Linked DNA regions of Sus scrofa: regions 1 and 3 are each linked to region 2. The links are chromatin contacts, called in public Hi-C and targeted proximity ligation maps. All regions are on one chromosome and are shown on one strand. The core of a region is the stretch at or near the end of the contact, and the rest is flanking DNA. Distances in the headings are between cores, read along the strand shown.

The links. Hi-C and Micro-C count contacts between places; a contact is called where the count stands out from the background.
Region 1: a targeted proximity ligation map of alveolar macrophages shows a contact between it and region 2. A contact is called at or near these places in 2 of 47 Hi-C or Micro-C datasets (embryonic fibroblasts and heart right ventricle) and 1 of 2 datasets of targeted methods (alveolar macrophages).
Region 3: a Hi-C map of retroperitoneal adipose tissue shows a contact between it and region 2, with 2.2 times the contacts expected there. A contact is called at or near these places in 1 of 5 promoter capture datasets (liver), 27 of 47 Hi-C or Micro-C datasets (alveolar macrophages, blood, brain and 16 more) and 2 of 2 datasets of targeted methods (alveolar macrophages and skeletal muscle).

The regions. Positions count from the first base shown.
Region 1 is chr4:8,221,276-8,225,752 of Sscrofa11.1, forward strand. All of the region lies in intron 40 of TG (thyroglobulin), which reads right to left. SLA (src-like-adapter) reads left to right here. Exons shown (of 8, transcript XR_002343070.1): 3 at 3,425-3,570. Among named protein-coding and RNA genes, the nearest start is that of MIR9795, 53 kb to the right of the region's middle.
Region 2 is chr4:7,914,726-7,919,547 of Sscrofa11.1, forward strand. No RefSeq gene overlaps it. Among named protein-coding and RNA genes, the nearest start is that of ST3GAL1, 20 kb to the left of the region's middle.
Region 3 is chr4:8,357,489-8,361,969 of Sscrofa11.1, forward strand. TG (thyroglobulin) reads right to left here. Exons shown (of 50, transcript NM_001168418.1): 11 at 3,315-3,554; 12 at 1,182-1,319; 13 at 712-789; 14 at 37-149. Among named protein-coding and RNA genes, the nearest start is that of TG, 23 kb to the right of the region's middle.

The DNA of each region.
Region 1 (4,477 bases), core at 1,921-4,420, 310 kb after region 2:
CCAAAAAAAAAAAAAAAAAAAAAAAAAAAGAAAGAAAGAAAAAGAAAAAGTGATAATAGGTCTTTTATTAATAATATTAAAAAAGCCACTGAGTCTGGATTGCTAGAATTTAAAGGGGTTAAGTGGCTTCGGAAATCGTGTTTTCCATTCATCTCATTTTTCAGAAGAGTAGACGGAGGCCCAAGGTCACTGAGAGAAGGCAGCCTTGGTCCAAAGACTGCGGAGAAAGCAAAAGCAAAGACCGGATCTGACCCTCTGACAGCACAAAGAAGAGGGAGAGATACACCGAGACTGTTCAGAGCCAACACTAATGAACTCTTTTCTCCTTGGCTCTCTCCTTATTATTTCTAGACGCAGTCGTGTCTCCTACACCCTCTCCCCTGCCTCCAGGCAGTGCACAAAACTGCCACAGATTAAATCAGATTGTTCAGCCATGCCATTAGGGGGACTCCAGTTCTCAGTCTCGGGGGGCACTTTCACTCTTCTTGAATCAAAGCCTCTTTCAGATGATTTAACTCCTTCTTGGAGGTGGTAGGAAGCCAGCGAGCAGACCCCTAAGGGGCAGCTGGGCGGACGGGTTTCTCTGAACCGCGCGGGATGTGGTGCGTGCCGCCCAGCCCAGCCCCTGCTCTCCGCGTGCCCACCCGCCAGCCAGAAACAGGGAGAGGGTGGGTCCGAGGAGAGTCTGGCGCCAGCATTTACCCCGTCTTTCTCGTCTCGAGACCCTGGGTGTGTTTCTTTCCTTGGCTGGACCTCAGTTTTCCCATCTAAAAAATGCAAGTTTCAAGTCTTGTTTTGTTTAGTTTTCCTGCATTGGGGCCCCTGAATTGCGCACACACACCCCCACCCCCCGCCCCTGGTTGGCGCACAAATGCTCCTAAAGCATTCTGAAGCTGTCGAAAGCGAGGCGACGTTAGAATTCACTTAGATAGATTACAAAGTCTTTCCCCTATGACTTTGCTGGAGTTGTCAGTGTGAAGATGAGAGTCGCACTTGATGGCTGGAGGCTGTGGCTTGGAAACAGCGCAGGGCAGGCAGGTGGAATAGAAGAGGCGAGAAGGGGGGGCCTGGGGTGTCTGGGGAGGTGGGAGCTCACCCACCTACTGGGGGCTCTAGGTTGGAGGTGAAAGGCACCAGCCCTGGCATCCAGTTGATCCTTGAGGCCAAGCATCAGGCTGCAGGGAGCCGAGTGTATTGTTTTTGGGGAGTCAAGTGACACAGTGTGGGGACCCTCTGGAGAGTGAGGGGGCAAGGCTGGCACACCCGGTTCTGAGTTATCTCTGCATGGGGAAGCCTGCCGGGGCCTCTCCTCCACCTGCCCTGGGAGCTTCCTCTGGAAGCTCGAAGGCCTTGGTGACGATGCACAGAAAGGCCGAGGGCTCCAGGGAGACACTGGGAGCAGGACAGAGGTGATGGGGCCTCCCATGCCGGGTGCCGGCTCCCCAGAGTCAGTCTCTGCTCCTTCCCTGGATGTACCTCGGGGTGCAGGGGGAGCCCAGAGGCAGCAGGGTTCCCTGTCAGCTGGGTGGAACCACGTGGTGCACAGGAGATGCTGAATTGCAGGGACTGAGGCTGCCAGCCACTCCTCTGGCCTGGTGTCTCCAGCCTTTTTCTGGAGCACATTTCTGTGAGAGCCTGCATCAGGCAAGGGGCCCTCCAGGGACAGTGAAAACTCGTCCCTGCCCTCTGGAGCCAGGGTGACGCTGCTAAAACCTGCCCAGCCCGCAGGACGGGCCCTGCCAGGGACAAAGCACCCCCTTGGCCGTGTGTGGGGAGAGAAGAGACAAGACGGAGGAAGACGAGCTCTGGTCTTTTATCAGGAGGGACCTCACTCTTAACCCACTCCTGCTCCCAAGAGGATCAGAAGATGGGACTCCTAATTTAAGCACATGCCCACTCCAGCCACATGTGCTGTGGCACCTTATGGGTTTAGAGAATTTGCCAGCCTTGTATTTATCTTGGAAATAGCACAACTGTATTACAATAGCACAATTATGTTACAATCTATTAGTTTGAGTGATAAGTGATAAACTGTTCATGTAAATAGTTAAAATAGATTAACTTTCAAGGAACACCCATCTGGTCTTCCTTTTTTCATAATATACCAGGTCCCCCACCTCCCCATCCCACCCCCAAATTAGGAAGTGGTACAGACCTTCCTCAGCCTCTGAAAGGCCTGGCTCTGAGTGCATAGGTCTTTCTAGAATCCTAACATGTCATGCACAGAGGAAGGATTTAAGGCCAAGGTGGAGGTTGGCCTGGCTGACTTTGGGACACTTTCAAATGCATGAGGCCTTGATCCTAACCTGGAGTCAGAGACTGGGGCGGAATGCGATTTTCCAGGTGGAACAGACGCCAGCTGGGGGGTTCTACTCCATCTTCTCTTTGTCCCCAGGAGACAGCAATGGCCATGTCTGTGGGTGTAGCTTTCTTCCCTGTGCTTCAAGCAACCTGAGAAGACACTTCTATCCTGGAATCATTTACGTCCTTTCCTAAAATACTTGTCCAAAGACCCAGAATTCAAGCTTTTCTCACTATGGACTTTCCGAGAATAGACTGTAAATGGCAAAAGCTAACATGGATCTTATGCTGGGCCATGTCCTCAGTGTTTCATGGGCTTTATCTATTCATATTGCAGCCACAACCTGATGTCGTTTGGCTACTATTCCCTGAAGCAGGCAGAGAAAGGTCAAGAGCTTGCCAAGGTCACCTAGCGTGCATGCGCAGAGCCAGACTTTTTGGATCTTGTGGAAAAAATCAGAGACTGAGCATCAGCCGATCAAATCCCCAGCTGCCCAGTTACGTGCTGTGTGACCTTGGACAAAACCTTTACCTTCTCTGAGCCTCAGTGTCCTTTCTGCAACATGGGGTTAGAGATGCAGGGAGTCTAGATAATCAAAAGTAACAGCAGATGCCGCAGCAGCCTGGGAAGCAGGCAACAAACACAGTCTCGCTAGGGTGTTTTCTTGCGTCCCCGTGGCTAAGGGCAGGCTGAGAAGCTCCGACAGAAGGGAGAAAGTGCAAACAGAAAGTCCCCGCTCCTCGTCCCCCCATTGGCTGTGGAGCCACGTGTAACTCCTGAGCTTTCAGAGCGTGCACGCCCGGCCCCAGGGAGTTGAGGGCCGGGCCCCAGGAGTGGAGCCCCGGCGAGTGAAGCAGCTTCAGCCTCTCCTGCAGATGCTGCCGCCTGTTTGCTGTCAGCCGGGGCGGAGGAATGGAAACTTTCTCCACCAACAGCCCTTGCGAGCAACTTCCCTCTCTGTGGTTTTTCTCTGTCATTCCCTTGATAAAAGAAGTCGAGCTGCACAAACGTAACCAACATTCACGAACCTCGTCCTCACATAAAAACACCCGCCTTTCAAGAAGCCAGCGGCCTGAAAAAATGATACACGATGTATTCTAATCTGGGTCATTCTCCACCCAGAGGGCCCGGCGCGTGGCTGACGCTCCGTGTGGATTCCCTGTGCCGTTGGCTTCGAGCGGCTTCGACAGCCCGGGGGGAGAGAGAGATGGGGAACAGCGTGCGATCCAGCCCAGCGCCTGCCGAGAGGCCAGCGCCCAGCCCAGATGGTAAGTTTGGCTTCTTTGGCGAAGATCGGGCGGTGGGGGCGCCGATGGCTGTTGAAACCTGGCAATGGGCACACGGCACTTCCTTCTGACTCTCTCACTTTGCTTGTCTTAACATGTTCATATTAAATGTTAAAAAAGAGGGATGCTGGTGCCCTAGAAGGATGCCAAATCGTGGGCATTTTGTGATGGACCTTGAGAGCAGCGTGTTCCATCCCTTTCTTGTATTTATAGGTGGGGAAACTGAGGCCAACGAAACGAATGTAACGTGTGCACTAGCTATTGTCAGAGTCTGACTTCCACCCCAGGCCAGGCTGATTCTGAAACCAGACCCCGAAGGGCCTATAACATTATCACGGGTATAAAACATTATCATGGGTATATCATATGATCAGGCTCAGCTAGAGCTTTCCCAGTGTAACTTTACAAAGCTGGCCCCCCGCCCTAGGACATATTCCTGAAAATAAAGGAATCCTTGTGCCACGGGTAGAATCACAGGGGCCAGGTGTTCTAGGGGGAGGGCACAAGGATGACAAAAATCTGATTCTCCCAGAGATACCAGGTTTTGCCAGACTCTCGAAGCTACAGAGTCGAGCAGGGATGGCTCCAGAGCCGGGAGGAGACATGGGCCAGCAGAAGGCAAAGGCCGCGAGCAGGCCCGTGGAGCTCCGGCTTCAGTGGTGCTGGGGGCCGTGGACACCCTCACCTCTACCCCCTATCAGGGCAGCGGGGCCGCACCTGTGGGTCCTTTAGGGTGTCGGGAGGGGTGTGGTCAGGGGGTCCGTTGGTTTCCCCAGGGTGAGTCATGGGGGATTTGAGACACTCGCCTCCCAGTGTGGAGTCACTCCATGACTCCTGTGGCCCCTTAAAAAAGGAGCTGCCTTTTCACTTCTCCCAAAAGGGAGACACT
Region 2 (4,822 bases), core at 401-2,900:
GGCCTACACCACAGCCATAGCAACTTGGGATCCAACCCTCTTCTATGACCTACACCACAGCTCATGGTGACGTCAGATCTTTAACCCCCTGAGCAAGGCCAGGAATCGAACCCACAACCTCAGGGATACTCGCTGGATTCGTTTCTACTGAGCCACAACTGGACCTCTGGAACCTTAGTTTCTCAATCTGTAAAGTGGGTATTAAATGACAGAGTAGCTATAAAGCCAAGAAGGCAGCATCCCAGCCTCTGAGTCCTTTCTGTGTGCCAGGCTTTCGTGATGCATTTTCTCACTTCGTTCTCACAAGAGGCCTAAGGGTGAGATGGCGTTGCCACCTTCGTGGAAGGTCTGGGGCTCAGAGACCTTGGTTACTTGCTGCAGCCACACACTCTGTAAGGGATCAGGAGGATTCAAGGTCAGACCTGGCTCTGTCAGGCTAGTGCTGCGGCCACCAGTAAGCCCTACCTCCCAGTGACTTACAACCGAATAACAAGGTTTGTTCCCTGCAGTGTCACAGTCTGAGGGGTTTGGCAATCTCTCCCTGTGGTGACTTGGGTCCCCTAGCTGTTTTCATCTTGTGCCAACTCCAACTTCAATCGGTGGCCTTCAAGGTCACGGGCAAAGGGAGGGGGGGTGATGACTCACTAATTCTTTTTTTTTGTCTTTTTAGGGCCGTACCCGTGCCAGATGGAGGTTCCCGGGCTAGGGGGAGAATCGGAGCTACAACTGCCGGCCTGCACCACAGCCACAGCAAAGCCAGATCTGAGCCGCGTCTGCGACCTACATCCCGATGGATCCTTATGCCACTGAGCAAGACCAGGCATTGAACCTGCATCCTCGGGTTCATTTCTGCTGAGACGGGAAGTCTGACTCACTCATTCTTAACTCTCTCTGCCTGGAGTTGACACCCATAGCTTCCGCTCAAGGTCCAGGGGCCAGAGCTACCCACGTGGTCCCAACAAGGGGCGGGAGGCTGGGAGATGTGGTGGAGCATCTGGGATTCAGAGGGGCAGTGTCTCCACCCACGTCTTTCCCTGACGTCACCCACATCAAGGAGCTGGCTGGTGAGAGGCCCCCTGGTCCTGCCCTGGTGAGACCCGAGTCTGCCTGGGCCAAGGGCTCCATGCTGTGGGCTCAGGGAATGGCAGACGGACCAGCCCAGACCCTAGGGAGGGACCCCAGCCTAGGCTCCATCAATGCCTCCTGCTATCCGAAGGGCTGCAGTGTGGACCAGGAGCTGGGTGTGTTCCTGTGCTTATTCCCTTCGCCGGGCTCCTTCTGTGCAGATCCTTCTTCCACTGCGGACTCCCCAGTGAAGGCAGGAGCAGCCCTGTGTCCGACGGGGGGATTCTTCTAGAAGCCCTGAAGGAAGGCCTTCAGGTTACACATTCCTCACAGCCAGAGCTCTGTGATGGAAGAGGAGGGAAGGTGGGGGTGGTGGGTCAGGACCAGAAACAATGAGAGAGAAAAGCTGGCTGTCAGGGTTTCATTTAAACTTAGGTTTTCTAAAGAAATCTGAGCCCATAGAATTGTTCCAGAAATAGAGCTGTGACTGCAGGCACGTCCTGGAAACCCGACTTCCTGTTGCACACACGTGGCTTCCCTTTACCAGCTGAGCTTTCCGAATAAAGACGGAAAATGCACGGGCCAGCCTCTCCAGGTCCCGGTTGCGAAAGAGTCAGGCTTCCCCGTCCGATGCACGTAGGCTCGGCGGAGGGTGGGAAGCTGGGAAAGAGCCCAGCTGATCAGGAGATGCCTCTGGGCAGATTCTTCCCAGGGCACCGGGTCCCTGGGAAACCAGGTCCCTGCCCAGGGGGCCAAGGTCCTGCCCCAGCCCTGCCCTTGCCCTCCAGCTCGGCCACCTCTCCTTGCTGGGCTGTGGCGATTGCCTCCCTTCCTGCTGTGGCACTAGCTGGCTGGATGGGGGCAGGACGAACCCTCTGGCCCTCAGGAGAGTCATCTGCTACCCTCTCCGCTTTGGCTGGAGGACACATCCCCCTTCCCTTCTGACACCCACCTTCTCCCCCCACCCTGGCCCGTCTTGCCAGGCTTCCAGAGCCTTCTGCCCTCAGAACATGCTTTTCCAAGGACCTGTGTCTTGGCCTTCCTGTCCGCCTGGTCCCCTGGGCAGCTCTCAGTCAGAGATGGGGGAGGGGGGTCCTCTTATTCTCAGGCAGTGCCCAGGACAGGGCCTGGCAGCTGGCAAGTGCTCAGTCAGTGCTGGCTGAATGGACAAAGCATCACCTTAAAGATGCTTTGACGGGGGAGGTCCCGTCATGGTGCAGTGGAAACAAATCCAACGAGGAAACGTGAGGTTGCGGGTTCCATCCCTGGCCTCGCTCCATGGGTTAAGAATCCGGTGTTGCTGTGAGCTGTGGTGTAGGTTGCACATGCGGCTCGGATCTGGCGTTGCTGCAGCTGTGGTGTAGGCCGGCAGCTGTGGCTCCGATTGGACCCCTAGCCTGGGAACCTCCATGTGCGGCGGATGCGGCCTTAAAAAGAAAAAATAAAAATAAAAAGGTGCTGGCTGGATAAATAGTCAGGTAAATGCGAGAGATGCAGCAGAAGATGAAGGCTGAGGGGGGCGTAGTGGGAAGGTGAGAGAGTTGCCCCCCACCCCGTGGCATCATTCCCAACCCGCTGGAAAGCCATAGCACCAACCTGTCCCTCCTCTGACCCCAATTCTCTAGGCTACGAATTTGAGTGGCCAGGTCAATTTGAAGTGCCTCCTGCTGATGGAGCAACCCTCTCCCGATCTGACCCTCTGTGAGCCTCAGAGCCTGGGGTCTTGGTTGGCATGGAGGGGACCTTCCCAAGGCCGAAGACTCAGGTCAGCAGTTTTGAACTGAGACATCCCCTGGAAGGACACACCTGGGGTTGGGGGGGAGTGGACCCCACAGGGGGTACTTTGTGCTGGGAGTCAGGGGTCCCCAGGAACACCAGGCCGAATTCCAAATTCCGACCTTTCCCTGGCACGTTCGCATCCACGACCATGTTTGCTGCTTGCAGAGCTGCGTAGAGCGGGAGGCAGAGGCCCCCAGCTCTGGATTCAGGGAGGTGTGGTGACTTAGCCACGGCCCCACAACACAGAGCAGGGCTGGCCTTCATTAGGCTTTGAAGGTCCCTGTGCAGATGCAACACTGGCCCGAGAAGGCGCTCGGTAGGTCCGGATGCCCAGGACCTTGCGTGGGAAGTATGTGTCATGCCAGCCTCAGGTCAGGAACTCGCCCAAAGCCAGAGCTCATAGGATTTGAACCGGCCATTTGACGCCATAGTTCAGGCCCTTACCTATCACACAGGGCTGTATTCTGCCACGTGGGGCGGCCAGACTGCAAGCTTTGGGTGTCAGAAGAACTCATAAATAGAAGGCCTTTAGGAAGAGCCAGAATGAGAAGGCACAGGAGTTTCTATTGTGACACAGCAGAAACGAATCCAACTAGCTTCCATGAAGCTGTGGGTTCGATCCCTGGTCTCGCTCAGTGGGTTAAGGATCTGATGTGGCTGTGGCTGGGGTGTGGGCTGGCAGCTGCAGCTCTGATTTGGCCTCTAGCCTGAGAACTTCCATATGCCGTGGGTGAGGCCCCAAAAAGCAAAAAAAAAAAAAAAAAAAAAAGAGAGAGAGAGAGAGAAGGCATTTCAGAACAGTGGTAGATGAAGCCTATGGACACAAAACAAGATGGTGCCCCTTCCAGACCCAATGCTCTGTGATGAACTGTGGTTGCCGTGGTTCTCTGACTCCCACCCTTCCCTGACCCTGTCCACAGGATGAAGTGCCTCCTGCTGATGGAGCAAAGACCTGACCCGGCCACATCCCTTATGTAGGCTTGGGCAAATTTCTTAATTTTGCCAAGCCTCAATGTCCTCAGCCGTAAAATGTGAAAAATGACCATGTCTCCCTTGCAGTTTGGCTAAAGATGGGAGGGCACAGTGCCTATGATTGCTTAATGCAGTGCCATAAACATCGGAAGGTTACAGAAGTCTAATGTATTTTTGACACGTATGGTGAAATGCATAGTGTAGACACTGTGCCCTTGGCTACTCTACCTATATCCCAGAGGGCTAACTCCTGCAAATGACACTTCCCAAGCTTGCTTGCCAACAACTTCTGGCTGGGTTCAGCCAATGGGAGGCACTGGTGGGGGGTTGAGGGCAGGAGGGAGGAGGAAGCTATGTCCATTGTCCCTCTGCTTCAGAGCTGCACCTGCTCCCTGGTTCCAGCCCCAGGGAGGCAGTGCCTGCCAGTGTGCCAGCTCCAGGGGACAGCCTCAGCACCTAGACCCTGGTAACAACCTCTCCCTTCTTGTCTCCCAGCCCAAGGAAGGGATGTTTCCTGCTATTGCTAACCTCTGGGTTGGCTCAAAGTCCCCTGTGAGTAGAGTTTACCAGAATCAAGAAATAAAAATACAGGAAGTCCAGGTCAATTTGCATCGCAGATGAACAGCAGTCAGGATTCCCAAATATTGCAAAGGACATACTTATATGCAAAAATATTCTTGTTTACCTGAAATGCAAATGTAACTGGCCACTGTGTATTTTATCTGGTAATCCCACATGGAAGTCTTCTCATTTCTCCCCACAGCACTGTAACGAATTCTCTGTATTAAATGCCTTCCATTAAACTTCCTGCTAAGGGTTCTTTCGTCATTGGGTCTTGCTTGATACAAGTGCGGAGTCCCCCATGATCCAATGGCACAATCTCTGGAATTCTAAAGTTACTCCCTTATCCCAGCCTCCTATTCATCTGGCTCCCCAGGAGTTCAAAGAAGAATACGGAATTCAAAACTAACATTAATTCAGCATCTCTAGATGCCAAGCACTCAAA
Region 3 (4,481 bases), core at 1,498-3,997, 440 kb after region 2:
GCTTCCCTCCAAGGTCCTGGGTCTTCAGAGCCTTACCTCTGTGCAGGCTGGAATGAACAGGTCTTTTGGAGATGGTCTGACTTGGGAACCAGCCTGTTTCCAAGCAGAAAGCAGCCCACGCACGCGGGATGTCTCACAGGGGGTGGGGCCTGTGGGGAGGGGGGACTGTTGACTGACTGGCCGTGGGCGCCAAGTGAGCCGGGGGGGCGGGGGCAGGCTGAGCCCCAGTGTCAGGGCCATGGGTCTGGGTGGACGGGGTGCCCTATGCAGAAGCAGGCTGAGCCACAGGGACCAAGGCCGGCCTGGGGCACATCACCTGTGCCATGTTGGGTGAGAGGTAAAGCAGAGATGATATGACCCTGTGATTCTGAGCGTCTGACTCAGGAGAGGGCTGGGCTGTGGAATGGCGAGAGGTGGCTGCTGAAACTATAGCCGTGGATGAAAGTGGGGAGGGTGGTCGGGGGCAGACCTGGGCCTCCACCCCCCACCAGCTGCCTCTCTCGCCGGCACCGAGGAGCACCAGCTGGAAAGAGCCAAGGTCAGGGAACCTTCCGGGCCTGGGACTTGGGGGACGTTTGGCCTGGTGGCATGCAGGACCGGTGTGAAGAGCTTGCCCCCTACCCTGGGCCACCCCCCCAAGCCCTGCCTGGGGAACACCTTCACCACCAGCTAGAGCGCCCCCTGCTGTCCAAGTCAGGTGGCTTCACTTACATTGCAGGACCTGTGGGGAGCGGGCAGCCAGCGAGGCAGGCAAGTATGCTCCCTCCCCATCCACGCACCAGCAGTGCCCTGGAAAAGAGCCACAGCCGGAGGCTCAGGAGGCGCCCTGAGGGACTTGCCCCGGGCATCCCGCAGACAACCTCCCTCCTTTGCCTTCACAGCAGTGCCAGCAAGACCCCATGTCCATCCTGGTCTGTCTGCCCTCCCCAGCACTGTCCACAGCACAGGCCTTGGCACCCACATCCCCCCAGCAACCACCCACTTGACCTTCAGGCTGCTAGAAGGTCGCTGCTCCCATAGTACCGATGGGACAACCAAAGGCCAGAGGACCCAAGGGACTCGGCCACCAGCTGCCAAAGAGGAGCCTAGAGTCCAGCTCGCTTGCCCCCAGGGGAGGGCTCTTTCCCAAAATGAAAATGAGGGGTGTTGCTCGCCCCCTCCAGGCTGCCCGGCCCCCTCACCAGTCGCGGCGTGGCACTGCACGGGCTCCCAGCTTCCCAGTGCATCACACTGGGGCACGTAGGGGTAGGGCTGCAGAGGGCCCGATGTGCGGGGGGCATCACTCAGGGCAACACGGCGTCTCTGGTAGAAGCTAAAGGCTGGAGGTGGAGACAGAAGCAGAGGCGTGAGCAGAGCCGCGTGGGCTCCATCCTAAGAACAGCAAGCACGTCCCTGCCCAATTGGCAGGCTTTTGTTTATGTGACAAACATTTCCACCCCGAGGAGGACAGAGGGACCCTGAGCAGCGGGCAGGCCCTCACCACACTGCCCTTTCAAAATAAAAATGTGAAAACAAAACCATTGGCTGGGAGTTCCCATGGTGGCTCAGTGGGTTAAGAACCTGACTGGTATCCATGAGGATGCGGGTTGGATCCCTCATTCAGTGGGTCAAAGGGTCCGGCATTGCCATGAGCTGCAACTAGGTCACCGATGTGGCTCTGATCTGGTGTTGCTGTGGCTGTGACCTAGGCCGGTAGCTGCAGCTCCAACTGGACCCCTGGCCTGGGAACCTCCATATGCCACAGGCGAGGCACTAAAAAGACAAACAAACAAACAAAAAAAAATGGTGGCTGAAGTTTGAATGAACTCTCATCTCATGGTGTCTTCTGGTGTGGGAATAACGTGCTCACTGCACGTCTCCCAGGCGCCAGGCCAGCTCCCTTCCCTCCCTGCTCCCCACCCCACCCCACCCCCCGCACCCCAGGCCCCGGGCACCGCTGCCATGTTCTGCTGGCCAAAGGCGCTCAGTCGCCTCAGTCTCTGTGCTGGGCCTTCAATCCCCAGACTCTCGGGGACCAGGAGGTCTGCCCAAAAGAACCCCCCAACTATGCAACAGCAGAGACGCCTCTGCTCATCTGGAGGGGTCCCAAGAAAAGTGGGAACCCGCGTCCTGTGCTAAAGACCCTTCCTAGTTTCCCAGTGGCCTGAGACAGGTGTCGTCAGAGCTGTGGCTCCGTGGAGGGAGGGGCGCTGCCTCCGCCCGACTTCTGAAGAAAATGGCATCGACACTCAGGGAGCCCTCTGGCACCAACAGCTCTCTCCCCGCTTCCTCTAAATTTCCCTCCGGAACCAACATGGTCACAACTCGGGGAACACGAGTCCCTCTTTGGCCCCTGGATTACGTCATGCCTGTCCACACACAGGTCTGCAGAAACTGCTTCCTCGCCAAAGGCGGAATCTCCTGGTCTCCGAGGAACAGAGAAAAGAGGTGCCCGGGGAGGGAAGGCGAGAGAGGAGAGACGACGAGGCGGGAAGGAGCAAGGGGATGCTTAACCAGCATTTCCTGGGTCCTGCTGTCTGCCAGGCACCAGGCCGGGCCCCAGGATATAAAGATAAGATGGGGTGCCTTGTCCCCCCGCCGCCCAAAGAGATGGCTGGAGAGGGAGGGGCAGGGAACAAAGATGGCACTGGGCTTAGGGGACCAAAGGCAAGCGAGAGCCAACGCCAAAGCGGCAGCAGGCCTGCCAGAGCTGTGAACTCAGGGACGAGGCTCCCACCTGTGGGTGTGGGTGCTCTGTCTCAGAACCCAGGTTGTGCGGGGAGCACGGCTGTGCTGCTCTGTGACTCAGGCCCAGAGACCCAGCCACAGAAGCAGCCAAGACCGCCACACAGCGGTGGGGAACTCAGGGAGGCTTGGGGATAAATGAATCGTGTGTCCTGCCAAGTTGTGGTGGGTCAGTGAGAAGACGGCAAGAGGCCTGGGTCCTGCTGCCCAGCAGGCTGCCCATGGAGGAGGACGAGCGGGAGATGAGAAAGACCTGGGCTCTGAGCCCAGCCACACTGGAGCAAAGGGGCAGTGGGCAGAGGCCTGGGGGCCAAACTACCAGCAGAATTCTTGGCTTCCTGGTGGGCTGCAGGCACCATCTGCAATACAAAACGTGGAGCCTGGCCCCACGGCTCTGCTGGAGGATCCGGGGGCATCCTGGAGAGGTGGGCAATATTCCTGCCTTGACCGGGACCACAAGATGCATTTGTCTTTTCTGGCGCCCATGGGCCCAGGGAAACCACAGTCCCGAAGATAATGGAAGAGGAACTAATTCCAGCTCTTGCTTCCCCCAAAGAAGGAATGAGAAACCAGAAGCAAGGGGCACTCACTGGACTGTGCTGCCAGTCGAATGGCATAATCGCTCCCGCTCAGAAACTTCTCCAAGAAAGTCTCCCGGGATGGGGAGAGTGGGGGAAGGGCCAGCTCCTCATCGGTCAGCCGGATTCCTTTGGCCGCTAGGAAACTCTCTCCCAGAGGAAACTGAGAACTGTTGGAAACCATGACAATCTCTTCTGCTTCCTTAATGAACTGCAGGACGCGAAGCTTCACTTCTTCACAAGAGCCAGGACCTGGGGAGTAAAGACGTGGCAGACCATGCGTGGCTCCTCTTGACCTTCGAAGTATGTGAGCACCCGTGCGCATGCATGCACACACACACACACATACACACACACATTTCTGCCTCCGCTGTTTCCTTCACCCCTGCACTTTCCACAACCTGGACTCTTGTTTCTGTTTTATCTCCACAACTGCCTTCACTCAACATTTATGGAGTACCTAATTTGTAAGAAGATTAATCTTAGCTAATGTTTATTCCATACCAGTACCAGGCAGGTCCTATGAACATTTACACAATCTAATTTAATCCATGCAATAGCCCAGTATGATATTATTCTTATCTGTGTGTTACAGATGACAGACTGAGTCATGGGAAGTCATAGAACTTCAACAAGCTCCTAGCTGGCAAGTAGCTGCTTCAGAATTCCAGTCTCGTCAGTATGACCCCAGAACCAACCATCCTGACCAGCTGCCTCAAATGGAAGGATGGACAGGTGGATGGATTAATGGATGATAGGGAGATAATGATAGATGGATGGGTAGATGGATGGGGGAATGGATGCATGGATGAGTGGATGGATGGATGAATGGATGGATGGGGGAATGGATGCATGGATGGATGGATGGATGCATGGATGGATGAATTGATGGATGGATGGGGGAATGGATGCATGAATGAATGGATGGATGAATGGATGGGAAATGGATGCATGGATGGATGGATGGATGGATGGGGGAATGGATGCATGGATGGATGACTGGATGGATGGATGGATGGATGGATGGATGGATGGATGGATAGATGGATGGATGGGGGAATGGATGCATGGATGAATGGATGGATGGATGACTGGATGGATGGATGGGGGAATGGATGGATGGATGGATGAATTGATGGATGGATGGGGGAATGGATGCATGGATGAATGGATGGATGG